Regions from separate parts of the Astyanax mexicanus genome. Here region 1 is linked to region 2. Evidence: chromatin contacts called from public Hi-C data. All regions are on one chromosome and are shown on one strand. Each heading gives the region's core, a stretch centred on a gene start, on an enhancer-like site or on the middle of the called end of the contact. The rest is flanking DNA. Distances are from core to core; before and after follow the strand shown. Region 1 holds the start of kdrl (kinase insert domain receptor like). Region 2 overlaps kdrl (kinase insert domain receptor like).

Region 1 (6,550 bases), core at 2,506-5,005, 46 kb after region 2:
ACAGTACCAATATATTGCCCAGTTCTAATATAAACTTATAATTATATATTTATACTCTTTTTCAGAAATTATATACATGTTTTAATAAAAAAAATGTATGTGGTCATTCAGGAAGAGTATATCTATTTACCATCTATTACTATTCGAATGTTAAAGGCAGGTAAAAACAGGCCCTGAGAAAAACTTAAAAAGAATTAAAACATCTGAATTTCACATTCACATAGTAAAGCTTAGACGAGTGACCGCTCATAATCACTGGAGAAAAACAATCCCCAACTAAAAACATATGACTACCTTGCTATGGGAACAGCCAACCACTTCCAAAGGCCACCATCAGATAATATACGCAACACCGAATCAATATAAAGTCAATAATTGCATCATAATCAGGATGCAAGAACTATTATGGACTGTTTGCTTGCCAAAAGCCAATCATTAAACACACAGATAATGTGGTAACCCCTGATCTTTTTAAGAGTCTATCAATTCAGCACAGTGCACTAATCTGTGTTCTGACATGTGGGAACAAATCAAGATTTCCCAGTTAGTTGTTAGAAGGTTAATAGGCCAAAATTGTCTACTCCCATCTTCAAAAACATTTACAGTATATTTTAACCCAGAATAAGCACACATAAGCACACAACTACTGAAAGATTATGTTCAAGTGTAAATCATGTAAAATAAGGTGTTCTCTGTGGTGTTTGAAACAAAAATGTTGGATAATTGTGGATAAGGTTTTACAGCCAGTCCTAATGAAGCGCCAGTAAGTCGAAACACCTGATTTAAATGATCTGGACCAAATTTCCCAAAAGTACTGTTTTGTTAAGACGATTTTAACTGGTAGAGAGAGCGTTGACCATTTAAGAATATTCTTTGTGATACCTCTTGCATATTTTAATTTAATCATACATATTGTATTGGACCCCCTGAAAAAACAATGGGTTTTCCACACCCAGTCATTGTATTAGGCTGAGAGGCTGACACATACTGGAAGCTGATTGGCCGTACAAGAAGCTCGGGGAAGGAATCTTTACTCAGGTAGCGTGTCACGTTTCCCTGACCTCTGGCTGCCAGAACAATTCCAGGGTGCCTCCTGCCTCTCAGTGCACTTCCTCCATGTGTCTTTCCCACGCTCGGCGTGCGGATAGTGAAGGAAATCTACTTGGAAACCTTGTAGACAAAGCTTGAACACCAAAAAAACAGTGGCAGGGGGTGTGTGTGGGGGGGTGTATTTCCTCTGTTTGGATCAGAGCAGGGGGTTGCTGTTTGTTTGGACACTTGGAGGAAGACATGTATCTGCGGCGCAACAGTTATGGCACAATGCACAGCAACATCCACCTTTTATACTCACTGATATTTACAAGGCGAGGCAGGCAGGCAGTTCAGCAGCCAAGTATCAACAATGTACTTTCTCCTCTAAACAGACAATCTCCTCTCAAGATGGAGAGCAACCTTTCACACTGGAGATTAACACAGCCACTGGTGATACACTGAAAACACTGCAGGGGCTTTATTCCTCTCAATGCCAAACAATATTTAGAGGATGGGATAACACAGTATATTCATTAACTGGCCACTGACCGACCATTCAACCATAATAAGGTGCATGCAGCATGCATGGTAACTAGATAGACCTAGGTGGCCTCATACTCATAAGTACAATGTTTGCAGAGTATTTTCAATTTTAGAATTACACTGAATTTCTTTATTTCACTCATTCCTCTTGATTTTTGCTACTTTATAATTTATATTATTTTATAGCCATGCATTTTGTGCAGCTTTAATTTTTTTCTTCTTCATTTTACTCTACTCTAACTCTTAATTTTTTACAGTTTTCCTAAATTGCAAGCTGGATACAAAACATGACCATTAAGATCAAGTCTCAATGATTTTTGTCATGCCCTCTATCACTTCATAAGGAAAGAACACATAAGGATTCATGTAGTAACTTAAAAGTGTTAAGCAAACCAAAATACTCAGTTAAGTATTTAGGTGCTCTTAAGCATGAGGTGCTGTTAACTTGCAGTTTCTGAGGCTGATAACTCAGATTAACTAATCTTGTGCAACAAAGGAAACTCTTGCTCTTCCTTTCCTGGGGCAGTACTGATGAGTGCCAGTTCAATCATACCGTTTTTGATGGTCTTTGCAGTGACTTCATTTGAGGATACTTTGAAAGTTCTTGATTTTTTTTTCTTATTTCATTAATGACTTACTTCATTTCTTTACTTCACCTTTTGTCTTTACTTAGTTGAGTATTTCTTAACATAATGTGGATTAGAACACTACGCAAATAAGGCTATTCACTGTGTACCAAGTCTAGCTCTTCACAACACAACTTCTACTTTGAAAAATCTAAAACATAAAACATTTTCTCTTTGGTTTACTAATTATTTCCACATGTATTTCTTCATAGTTTGGATGGCATTACTGGTCAATGCAAAACATTTCAAATAATGAAAATACACTGAATTTAAGGTGTGTCAATTTTTTTGACTGGTACTGTATAATCTGTTGCGTTCGTGAACTTATGGAGACACAGGCCAACTTGAGGGTAAACTGTGTGAGTTAACTCATTAATATAGCCCCCTCCCATTGTGTTTCTGTGCCCAGTTCTTTGTTAAGTGTGGTGCTGTTAAAAATAATTGACATTGTCAATTACGATTATGATTAACTGATTGCTGCAGCCCTATTTACCAGTATATAGCCTGGGTGACCAGCTTTTTGAATCAGCTTAAACTATCTGAAACCAGCAAGCTGAATTTTTCAACATATATTAAAGTAATATTAATAATACTTTAACAAGATCTTTTTTTAATATATTTTTAATTATATCATATTTTGTAGCCTATCATATATCTCCAATTTCCACTATTGCATATGGGGATATGTTTTTTTTTTTTTTTTTTGTCAAATTGTCCAGCCTTAATAATAAGAGACTGAGCCAACTCCAGAGAGAGAGAGCATCCAACCAGAATTAAAGCCACACAAGCGCCCAAAAATGAAACAAAAATATATATTTAGCTAAAATACTCTTCACAAATTAATATTTAATGACTTTAAATACAAATTTGTGACATCAGTCTCAGATTCAGATGTTTTCAGAGTGAAGCTGAACCAGCATCAATCAGCAGAGCAACCAGGCAGAGAGAAGAGAAAACCAGAGAAGTGGACTCACCGTTTGTGGAGGTAAAGCACTGGAAAAGCAGGGCTATGAAGGCTGCCGATCTTCTGGGAATCATTCCGTCCCTCCGTAGCCTAATGTTACTCCAACGAAAAGTCAGTCAATCAGTCAGAAGCCAAAGTAACCCAGTAGCCCAGGTCCCTCTAGCCTATCTATATCTATCAGCAGCAGCAAGAAGAAGAGATAACCTCCAACAGTGGATGGATGAACCGCAGCTATAAGCTGCTCCTGCAGCCACAGAACTTCTTGTTGGTAGCTTACAGCCTGTTTTCAAGGTTAAGGTTTGTATTCCATGGTGTCCAGACACTTTTTCAGCTCTTACGCTCCTTCAGGTAAGGGGTAGGAGCCAGTCTGCGCCTCTGGGCAGGTGCTATGTGGTTTTATTCTCCTCCTGGCGAATCAGAATATTACAAAAAATAAGAAAAGTAGGAAAAACAAGCAAAAAAACAGTCCAGGATTCTCAGGGTTCGTCTCACATATCCTCCACTGCGACTCCAAGCAGGGGAATGAGCTGCACAGACGGCAGCAGGCTATTAACTAAGCGCAGCAGCAGCAGCTCTCCTCCTGCTCCCATCCTGCTCCAGGGTTTTATACTGAAAGGAAGAGGCAACGTCACTGAGCCCTGACTGGGAGCCTGTGGCACTCTCACACACTCAGTGTTATCATAGCAATCCGTTTTAAGTCTCAAATCAAACCAGTAATACGAGTTTATACTGGTAAATTTCACATTCAAAACATCTGTAAAGCGTTTTTTATCATTTACTATCAATAATATCACATACTGCTCTGGAGAAAATAAGAGACCAGTTAAAAAGTGATGAGTTTCTTTGATTTTACCAAATTAAAAACCTCTGTAATATAATCAAGAGAAAGATGGATGATCACAAGCCATCAAACCAAGCTGAACTGCTTGAATTTTTGCACAAGGAGTAAAGGCATAAAGTTATCCAAAAGCAGTGTGTAAGACTGGTGGAGGAGAACATGCCAAGATGCATAAAAACTGTTTAAAAAACAGGGTTATTCCCCCAAATATTTATTGATTTCTGAACTCTTAAAACTTTATGAATATGAACTTGTTTTCTTTGCATTATTCGAGATCTGAAAGCTCTGCATCTTTTTTGTTATTTCAGCCATTTCTCATTTTCTGCAAATAAATGCTCTAAATGACAATATTTTCATTTGGAATTTGGGAGAAATGTTGTCTGTAGTTTCTAGAATAAAACAACAATGTTCATTTTACTCAAACTTATACCTATAAATAGCAAAATTAGAGAAACTGATTCATAAATTGAAGAGGTCTCTTATTTTTTCCAGAGCTGTATACACACAGTAATTGTTTAAGAAATAAAAGAAAACATTTAGTGAGAAAGAGTGTGCAAAATTTTGAATGGTACTGTATCTATAAATCCATTCTGACATTCTGACTAGACATATTTTTGGGATGATATAGCCATAATGTTAGTTTTTCTAGTCATATTTTACCATTTATATCATTACCATTTATCTCCACTGTAATTCTCAGGTCCAGGTTTCAGTCCAGGTCCAGATCTATCTGATCTATCTGAATCCTGACTAGGTCAATATATCTTTAATATACTGCAGTTATGATCATGTGTCTTTAGGATATGTGGAATTTTAGATCTCTATAATATACTTTAGATATCTAAAATTGTTTTGTTTTAAATTTAGTAGCAATAATATTATTCATATCTAAATTCAAAATCCAGATCTCTGTAATTTTACTTTTATCTATCAATAATATTGGATTTACAACTGATTTACGTGGAATTTCAGTTTTTTTTTTCTATTATATATTTCAAATAAATCTAAAATTAATATATTTCTATTTATATTACTTCTATTATTACTTATCTTTAACTGTCTAGCTTGGTCAGAGAGAAAAAAACTAACATATTCTATGACTGACTACTGATGTTCATTGTTTATTTCAGGTCCAAAGAACATACTAAAGACTAAAAACACTGCCAGTTGATCTGATATAGTGTTAAAACAAGTGACTTTACACATGACTGTTTTCCCCAAATGTCCTTCTCGAGATAAACAGATAAACATAGCTGCACCTCCCTAAAATATCTGGGTACAAAGGTAAACAGGCATTGTCTTACTCGTGCTATCGAGGTAAATATCCACAGGACAAATATTTGCTGCTTTATTTTTAACTTTGGAAAACAGGACACACAGCTATGCTATATCTAGGCCTAAAAACATTTGGGAACCTCCCATGATTTTGAAACGTCCAGCAAGTTCACCTTATCACAAATAGGGACATATCCATGGATATACTTTAGTGGAGGGGTTGTTCATAAGATTGTCAGGCATAAGAGTTCTGATTCACTGACTTACACTGGGTGTGTCTCCTCTCTTAAAACATTACAGTTCAAATCAAAGCCTTATATTAACAAATGTGTTAACTTCTCTGGGCTATGAGGCTTCTGGGATTGATCATCTCACAGTGGAAACCTCCAGATCTTTTTTGGAACACTCAAAAAAGTACAAAGCTTGTCGCTGGGGCTGTACCTTATATTAAGGTACAACAGAATACCTTTTAGTAATAGTCTTTTTTGGACCCATGTTTTTGGTACCAGTAAAGATTATAAAGATTATAAACATTATCATCAACTGAATATGTGTCGAGAATTGATTGTCCAAAATTGTCTGGCTTTAAAAATGAAAAATGTGTAATTAAAATATATATTATTTATTAGTACAGTGATACAGAATACCAAATGTACCTTTTAGCTGGTTAAATGGTACAAATCTGTACTTCCTGCTGTTAGGAAAGACTTTATGCTTCAGAGGGAACATCTGACCCTGTAAAGACCAATATTATACCTTAATAGGACACAATTATGAAATGATAAAAAGTGCACTTTGAGCAAAAGAAAAGACTTATATCGTACCTCTATTTTTTTGTGTGAAGAAATGGATGCAATCCAAGGACCATCCAGACTTTTATCAGAAACAAGGCCAGAAGCCAGGGTCTGTCATGGTTTGGGTTTTGATCAGTACACCTCTGCAATGCAGCATTAATGTAGAAATGTAGTTAATGGAGATCTTTGAGCAACATATGCTGCCTTATGATGACATCTTCTCCAGAGAAGACCTCTATGTATTTCTTCTTCAACAAGACCATGCAAAACCATATGTTGCACACACTGCAAAAGTATGGCTTCAGAACAAGAAGGTATGGGTACTGTTCTGGCCTGCCTGCAGACCGGACCTGTCCTAAATAGAGAATAGAGAATAGAGAATCTTTTGAGTGTTGATTTTTCATCCCAACTTTTTTTGGAATGTGTTGCAGGCCTGCAATGCATGAATTGATGTACAAAAGTTGTAAATTAACAAATT
Region 2 (7,378 bases), core at 3,170-5,669:
AAATAGGATAGCAGTTTATAAACTGATTATAACGTGTCCATAAACCTCAGGAGATGGCTTGTGAATGCCTGTATAACAACTGCATAAGTTGTAATGTGTTATCTTGTGAGGAAGGTTGAACACTGACAAACATGCTCATGGCAAGGTAACATAAATTACCTCACCACACTAATTAGTCCGGACAAAATTTATTTCTGAATATTTCCTATTTCTTAATTATGGTCGATACAATATAATTCCGATATGGATATGAACAGTATGCTCATGGTGTACATCAACACCAGCATGGCATTACCAGACTACGGCAGCCAATAGCGTTCCTCCCTTTCTGCTCAACTTCAACTCAGTTTGAAAGCAGTGAACTGATGACAGCATCCTTTAACAAACATAAGTCTATGGCAGATGCTGTAAATAGTGTAATACTAGGTCAACTTTACAGGATGTTTCTATAGCTTGATGCAGGGGTGGACAATATGGTAAAAAATATGTTATAATGTTTTTTTTAAACATTTTAATGACTCAAGATATTTACCTCGATACACATGATCACATCAGTAGCAACACCATTAAAACCATAACTTAAATACTGTAATATTAAGTATTTTATTGAATTTAATGTGATTGTATTGAAAATGTCTTGTGCTCCATCCACTTAAACAGGATTATTACTTTCTCTGTAATGAAATGAACAGTTGGGTCAGTGGCATTAATACCCTTAATATGTTTAAAACTTTATATTGTCGATATGATAGGACAATTAATCACAGGGCAATTTGTACAGGCAATTAACATTAGTACTGCATTATGATATCTGAAGTATATCAATATAAGTCGATATTTGCTAATGTATTCATTGTATGCGAGAAAAGGTTCAAATTGGCCAACACTGAAGTGCTACATTAAAATCCATTGATTTAAACTAATTTAGTTGGCTTGGAAAAGCCAATTTACTGTTCTTTGTAATCTTCTTTCTCTTCCCTTTTATTTAACGCTATTTCTCGCATAGCTTTTGATGTCAAAACACAGAATTTTGCAGAATTGTACTGAATTATGATGCTTGTTTTTATTTAGTTTTATTAGTTGTAATAGATCTATTGTTTTATGTAACCTGTTTATTAAAAAAGATGGGTTTAAAACTGTACACAGCCTATGTAAAGACCAATTGGCTAAATAAATGTGAAACCAAAAAATGTGACATCAAATTACACAGGAGAAACATTTTTTAATTTTATAGTTTGTATACAGCTGGTGGAAAGCTAAAATGTTAGGCAAATAAATGTTACATTTGTTTTTAATGTCTCTTTAGGTTATATATATATATATCCGCATCTGTTCCAGCAGATATATACAGTTAATGCATCCCTAATTAATATTTCTCAATCCATAGTGTCAAGTGTGCACCAGTAATATATTTTAAAAGGTATTACCACCCACAGTGGACAGTGTAGTGGGTGATAATGTTCGTCACTGGGGACTGCACAAAAAATATGTTTATCAAAAATTAATAAAGATATCAAAACACTTCCTTCTCTGTTTAAATGAGAGATGCTGGCTGAGATTCATGTACACACGTGCACATATTTTCCAAACTCAGTCACTCAATTTCCCAAGGCAGGCTTTGCCACTTTGAACATGGAAGGAATGCTGGAGCTCGACTCTGTTCTATGGGATGGAATGAGGGACAGAGGAAGTCGTGGTAACCGGTCTGATTGAGGCCTCGGCATGTTTCAAGTTTCAGGCCCTGTGCTCCTTAAGAACTCTCCCTGCCAGTCATTAGCGAAGCGTCTCGCAGACAGCGCAGGGGTCAGCTCCCATGTGATGAGACCCTCTCTGAACCCCCCTCATAAAAACTGCCCTGGAATCTGCATGTCATTCCCAGGAACCTCAGCCGGCATCTCATGGGATTCCTTAAATAGGGAAGTTATGCTAAAACTACTTGACCTGCTGAACACGTAGCAGTCTGGAGAAAACTCTGATGGGATTTCTTAATTTGTCACGCATCACAACGGCTGCCTGAATCTTTTTAAAGTAATTTGCAGCTTGCTACTGTCTAAGCTGAATTACAGTAGCTCACAGTGCCACAGCTGCTGTAATGCACAGTCATTATTATTATAAATGAAAAGGAAGTGAAGCTGGTCTGATCTCAGATGATCTGTTACTCACCCAGTACAGTGATGACTGCGCTCGAGTTCGCCACGCCTTCAGTATTATTGGCCTTACACTCATATAACCCCTCGTCCTCTTTCTTCACTCTCTGGATGATCAGCATCCCTTCATCTTTCAGAGTAATTCCTGAAATAGAACAGTTGATAAGATTATGTATGATTACTCATAACTTATTGATGCATTGCAAGCAAACGTTCAAACTACACAGACTGACAAAAAAAATAATGTTTCAAAACTTGGTTTTTACTTGGTATGTCTCAGGCAGATATGTAAATGAATACAAAAGTGCTTCCCAGATCAAATTACATCATTAAAATTACATGTATTTTTCTCTAACTTTTTTTTTTTTTTTGGAAAATACTGTTTTCTTGCTGTGCATCTTCAATATTACTTGTCAGAATTGTTCTATCATACTGTAATTTTCTTTTCCGTGTTCTTTATTCTATGATATTTAATACTGTGTATTTTAAGCAGGCTTTGCAAATTGTACTAAATGCAAAATGTTAAACAAAGTGCTGATCATAAAAAACAAAACAAAAGCGCTTTCCATTCTACCCTAGATTAGGGCTCTCATAGGCTCATTTTGGGTAGTGTTCCTCTTGGTGAAATGTCACTGATAAACTGTTAAACATGCCTCTACAATGCACTCAAAGACATTTTGCCAAATTGACAGATTTAGAGATGGGGTGCATCACAGAGCTTAAATCAGGCCAAAAAACATCTAACCACCTCTACCTAAGCTTGTGCACGTTCTCTCCAAGCCCGAACTGGACCTCTCAATAAACTGTCATTGTAAGCCCAAGCCCGATTTAAACCAACATTTTTGTAGTAAGTAGACTGTAGTTAAAACAGATTTTTTTATCTACAAATCTGAACAAAATCTGTTCAGAATGATGTTAATGAACAGTGCAGCACGGAAGAAGAGAACCAAGAAACAAAGAAAACTGTTTGTAAAATCCAGTTAAGGGTTAATGTAGTTAAAATGTTCAATATTGTGATAATGATTGTATTTTCTAAAATGCATAATTTAATAATTTATCAATTTTAAACAACTTTCCTGTATTTTTAAATTCCATTTGTAATATGTAATTTCCACTAAAGTTCCAAACTAAAGTTTTTTGACAGAGCCATATCAAGTCCAGTATAAGGTCTACTTTTGTGTAAACTCTAGTGCATCATTTGACTGAGAGAAACAAGATGGTCTGCTTGTCCAACATGGACTGCTTTGGAATGGGACCAACTTTTTAGAGATTTGAGCTTCGTGGGAGTGCTTTAATTCAGCCTTTGCTGTGAAGCAACACACTGCTCCATCTGTACAGTAATGTACAGTAAATGACAGTTGGACGCCCTTAGTATTGTTATGAAGGACACTAACAGCTCAGCGATACTGTATGTGATATCTGTAGTTCATCCTGTGGCCCCATGTGTTGCCTCTCCTTTTTCAGCAGGATAATGCTTACCCACACACAGCAAGGGTTTCCCAGGAATGTCTCAACCAGACTGCAACACTTCCTTGGCTTGATTGCCAGATTTATCACCAATATAGCATTTATGGAGCATTTTTTATCATTTCATTTCAACAATCAACGTCTTTGTGTATTATTTTTTGTCGATAAGCACATAAGAGCATATACTGTACGCATCTCCCAATACAATATACATTCAATTGATATTAAAATTATTAAAATGACTGTAAAATGAAGTATGATTATTTACCTGGCCCTTCAGAGACAGGAACCTTGTCTTTGTACCAGGTGATAAATGGAGTGGGAACGCCGAAAGCCAGGCACGCCAGCAACAGGGTGCTGCTGCTGTTCACCTCCTGATTGGTCAGGTTCTGCTGCAGTTTAGGAACGCTCCTCTCTGTTCAAATCAAAGCCGGGTTACACAATAAGCAAACTCATCTGTACTCGAGATCTGTCCTTAGATTGCAGCCAGCATGCCAAATTCAAAACATCCACATGTTCCAGATGTTGTAAAAAAGAACAGATCTCATACATTTTCCATTCTGCAGAAAATGGAAATGCTGAGTCGGCTGAATGAATCGAGACAGATGTGACACGGACAAATAAGCCGAACCAGCTCATTCAAAGGAACTCACCATCAATTACTAGAGTAGAATTAGTGTGGGCCTCTTTGTTGGAGCTGAGGCAGACTGCCCTGCACTGATAGCCCGCTGTGTTACTCTTGGAGACGTTCTTCAGTTGGAGAGACAGAGAGACGGAGTAAAGGCTGACCCGCTGTGTGAAGCTGCCTTCGTGGACCAGGCGGTTCTGAGGATCGTACCAGCGCAGCCGATCATACAGGAACCGAGTTCCTCTGCAAGTCAGGGTGACGTCATCTCCCTCGATTGCTCTCAAGGGCTCGACCTCCAAAGAGTGTGGATAATCTGGGAGATAAAAAAAGAGTTTATGAAGATAAAAATATGTAAATATGTAAATAAAATGATGTAAAATGATATAGAATTATCGCAATAATAAGATGTAGAGGACATTTGGTTTTTGCCCAATAATTTAACTATCTAACTAAAATATTCATGAAAAATATCCTACTCTAGTAACATAAACCCAACACAACCCTAAATAAGAAAAGGATGGAACAGTATATCAGAAGTTATGAACACTTTCTGCTGTGGACAAAATATGAAATGGACCATCCAGACTGCAGATATATAAATAAAAAAATCCATTGTATTGGTTTGTCAGTACACTTCTGTGATGCAGCATTAATGCAGATAAGTGCACTGAGATCTAAGAGCATCATACCCTGTCCATACTGTACATATTTCAACAAGACAATGCAAAACCACATGTTGCACACATTGTAAAGGCACGGCTGTGGATGAATGATGATTTTAAGATGTGTTTGCACCTAAAACAGTGCCAAAATTTCTTAAAAGTATTACACATTTGAAATGCAGAAATGATTGTACTGTATATTTACAGACGACATGAATTTGACTGAACAAAATATGAAATATCTTGGGTTCATACTGTCTGCAATCAAATAAAAGTCAAAGTAAATGTAAGAAACACATATGTGTTTACTTATAAGCATTTTCGGTACCACTTAAAAAAAAAGGCTCCTTCATAAAGGGTTTATAAATAGTTTATAAATTAGTTTATTAATGTTATTAAATAGGTAAAAAACATTTAATTTAATAAACAGGAAGTTTATTAAATGTAAATGTAAAAACAAATAAATAGGAAGGACAGCAGTGGCCTGTCGTGTACCAAATAGTGATTCTTATCTTATTTGGTCTTTTCCATCAGTCATCACTGGAATTTCTGTTAATATTCATTTCTATTCTTTATTCATATAACTATAATAATATATTAAATGACTTAACTGACTTTCTATGTTATTTTATTAGAAATGTTGTTCTTTTTATTTATGTGTTGTGATTATTAATGTTTTTAACATATTTACAATCTAATTTATAATCATTAATAAATTCCTTTTTAAACTATTTGTCAACCCTTTATAAAGGAGCCTTATTTTAAAGTGGTACCGCATTTTCTATACTGTTTCAACTGTATTCTGTATTCTATTATTCAGGGTTCTTCTAACTAATTGTTTAAAATCTGCACTTTATGAGCTTTTGTCAACGTCATTAAATTGTACCATGTGTAAAAGCCATTGGCCAAAATATGCTTTTTTATAGAGTACTTGGGAGTGAAGCTCATTGTTCACTTATTCCACTACTGTTACTGCTGACAATACGTGTAAAATATTCTGTGGATGAATCATTCTAAGAATTTTTGAGCAGTAACAAAGAAATACACAAAAATAAACATCATTTCTGGCCTTGAAATAGCAGGAAACTCACTAAAAGAATCTCACAGAGGTTTTTAATAGAACTGGTCCTAGTTTGGCCCATGCCAGAGAACACAGAGTTGCACATCACTGAGCCAGGAATGTCAAATTTGCAGTTATTTCCTGTTTCATCATTACTAATTGAAAGCATGTTGCTGGAGGATGACGGCAGTGACGGCCAACCTGAGGCGGCTACAATAGGAACCAGGCTGAGGCCGGGCCTCCCGGGAGCTGGAACACACTTGTTTATTCGCAGCACTGGAGAGCGTCTCGCGTTCCATAAGAGAAGACAGCTGTTATTACAATTCGGTCTTTCTCACCAGCATTCCTCCGCTCAGAGTCATCCCCACCTCTGTGATAGCGTACATCAGTTCTCAGAGCCACTGTATTCTCTCCTCAGACCCCCTGCAACCTGCCATCTGCAGATATAACAGCTCTATAGTTTCTACCACATTAGCTGCCATCTTATCGGATTAGGTTCCTCCCTCTCTCAGCCTGAAGGGTCTCCTAATTACGGTCTGAACCGCAAGGGAACAGTTTAGCTCAAATATGTTGTTCAGACAAATAATGGTTATTAGTTTAATGGCATTGGCACAGTACTACTTGCTGGCAGTGGATTTTTTATTCACTGTTAACAAACTTAAAGCAGGGCTCCGAGTGGTCCAGAAGTCTAAAGTGCTGCCACTATGATTTTTGAGATTGCTGGTTCGAATCCCAGTCATGCAGCTAGCCATCAGCTGCTGGAGCCCTGAGAGAGCAAAATTGGCCTTGCTCTCTCTGGGTAGGTACAGTAGATGACGCTCTTTCCCCTCATCACTCCAAAGGGCGATGTGGATCAGCACAAGGCTGCATCTGTGAGCTGATGTATAGGAAGCTAGTTCCTGTGCTTTCCTCTGATCATTAGCGCTGTGATGCTACTCTGGTAATACTGCATCAGCAGCAGTTGGAAAAGAGGCGGAGTCTGACTTCGGAGGAGGTGTGTGCTAGTCTTCACCCTCCTGGTGTTGGGGCATTATCAGTGATAGGGATATACAGCTGAGTTCTACCTGAATGGGTGGGATAAATGTCCAGATAAATTGTGAAAAAATGGGAAAAATATCTAACATTAAACCTAATTTGTATGTTCTTATACACCGTAAACCCTGATTAGTTATGTGAACTCAAAAGCTTTGAGGAAACTGCCTTCCTTAATCTATTTAAGTTTTAAAAATCTTAAAACATTTGAGCTTAAATAACACACTAAACCGAGTACAAACACCTTATGTCCAGTATCCATTCCTGTACTTGCCTTGGTAGGTGTAACACTAAGTTGCCAATCAGTTACATTATCTGTTCCCTTAATTTTCAGCAAGAATAAAATCCAGGACTGGAAGCTGGATCCAGAACAGTTTACCAA

Evidence for each region. A called contact is a pair of places that touch in the nucleus more often than the background predicts.
Region 1: a contact with region 2 is called in a Hi-C map of muscle, with 2.8 times the contacts expected there. The contact joins the promoter of kdrl here to the enhancer-like site in region 2. A contact is called at or near these places in 2 of 3 Hi-C or Micro-C datasets (blood and muscle).

Annotation. Positions count from the first base shown.
Region 1 is chr10:48,320,253-48,326,802 of AstMex3_surface, forward strand. It overlaps kdrl (kinase insert domain receptor like), which reads right to left and starts at 3,756. Exons shown (of 30, transcript XM_022684284.2): 1 at 3,176-3,756. The coding sequence starts at 3,239.
Region 2 is chr10:48,273,387-48,280,764 of AstMex3_surface, forward strand. kdrl (kinase insert domain receptor like) reads right to left here. Exons shown (of 30, transcript XM_022684284.2): 13 at 4,268-4,555; 14 at 3,883-4,029; 15 at 2,164-2,292. Among protein-coding and RNA genes, the nearest start is that of kdrl, 47 kb to the right of the region's middle. Within about 2 kb of position 4,420, the one cell type or tissue checked has an H3K27ac peak away from gene starts, as active enhancers do.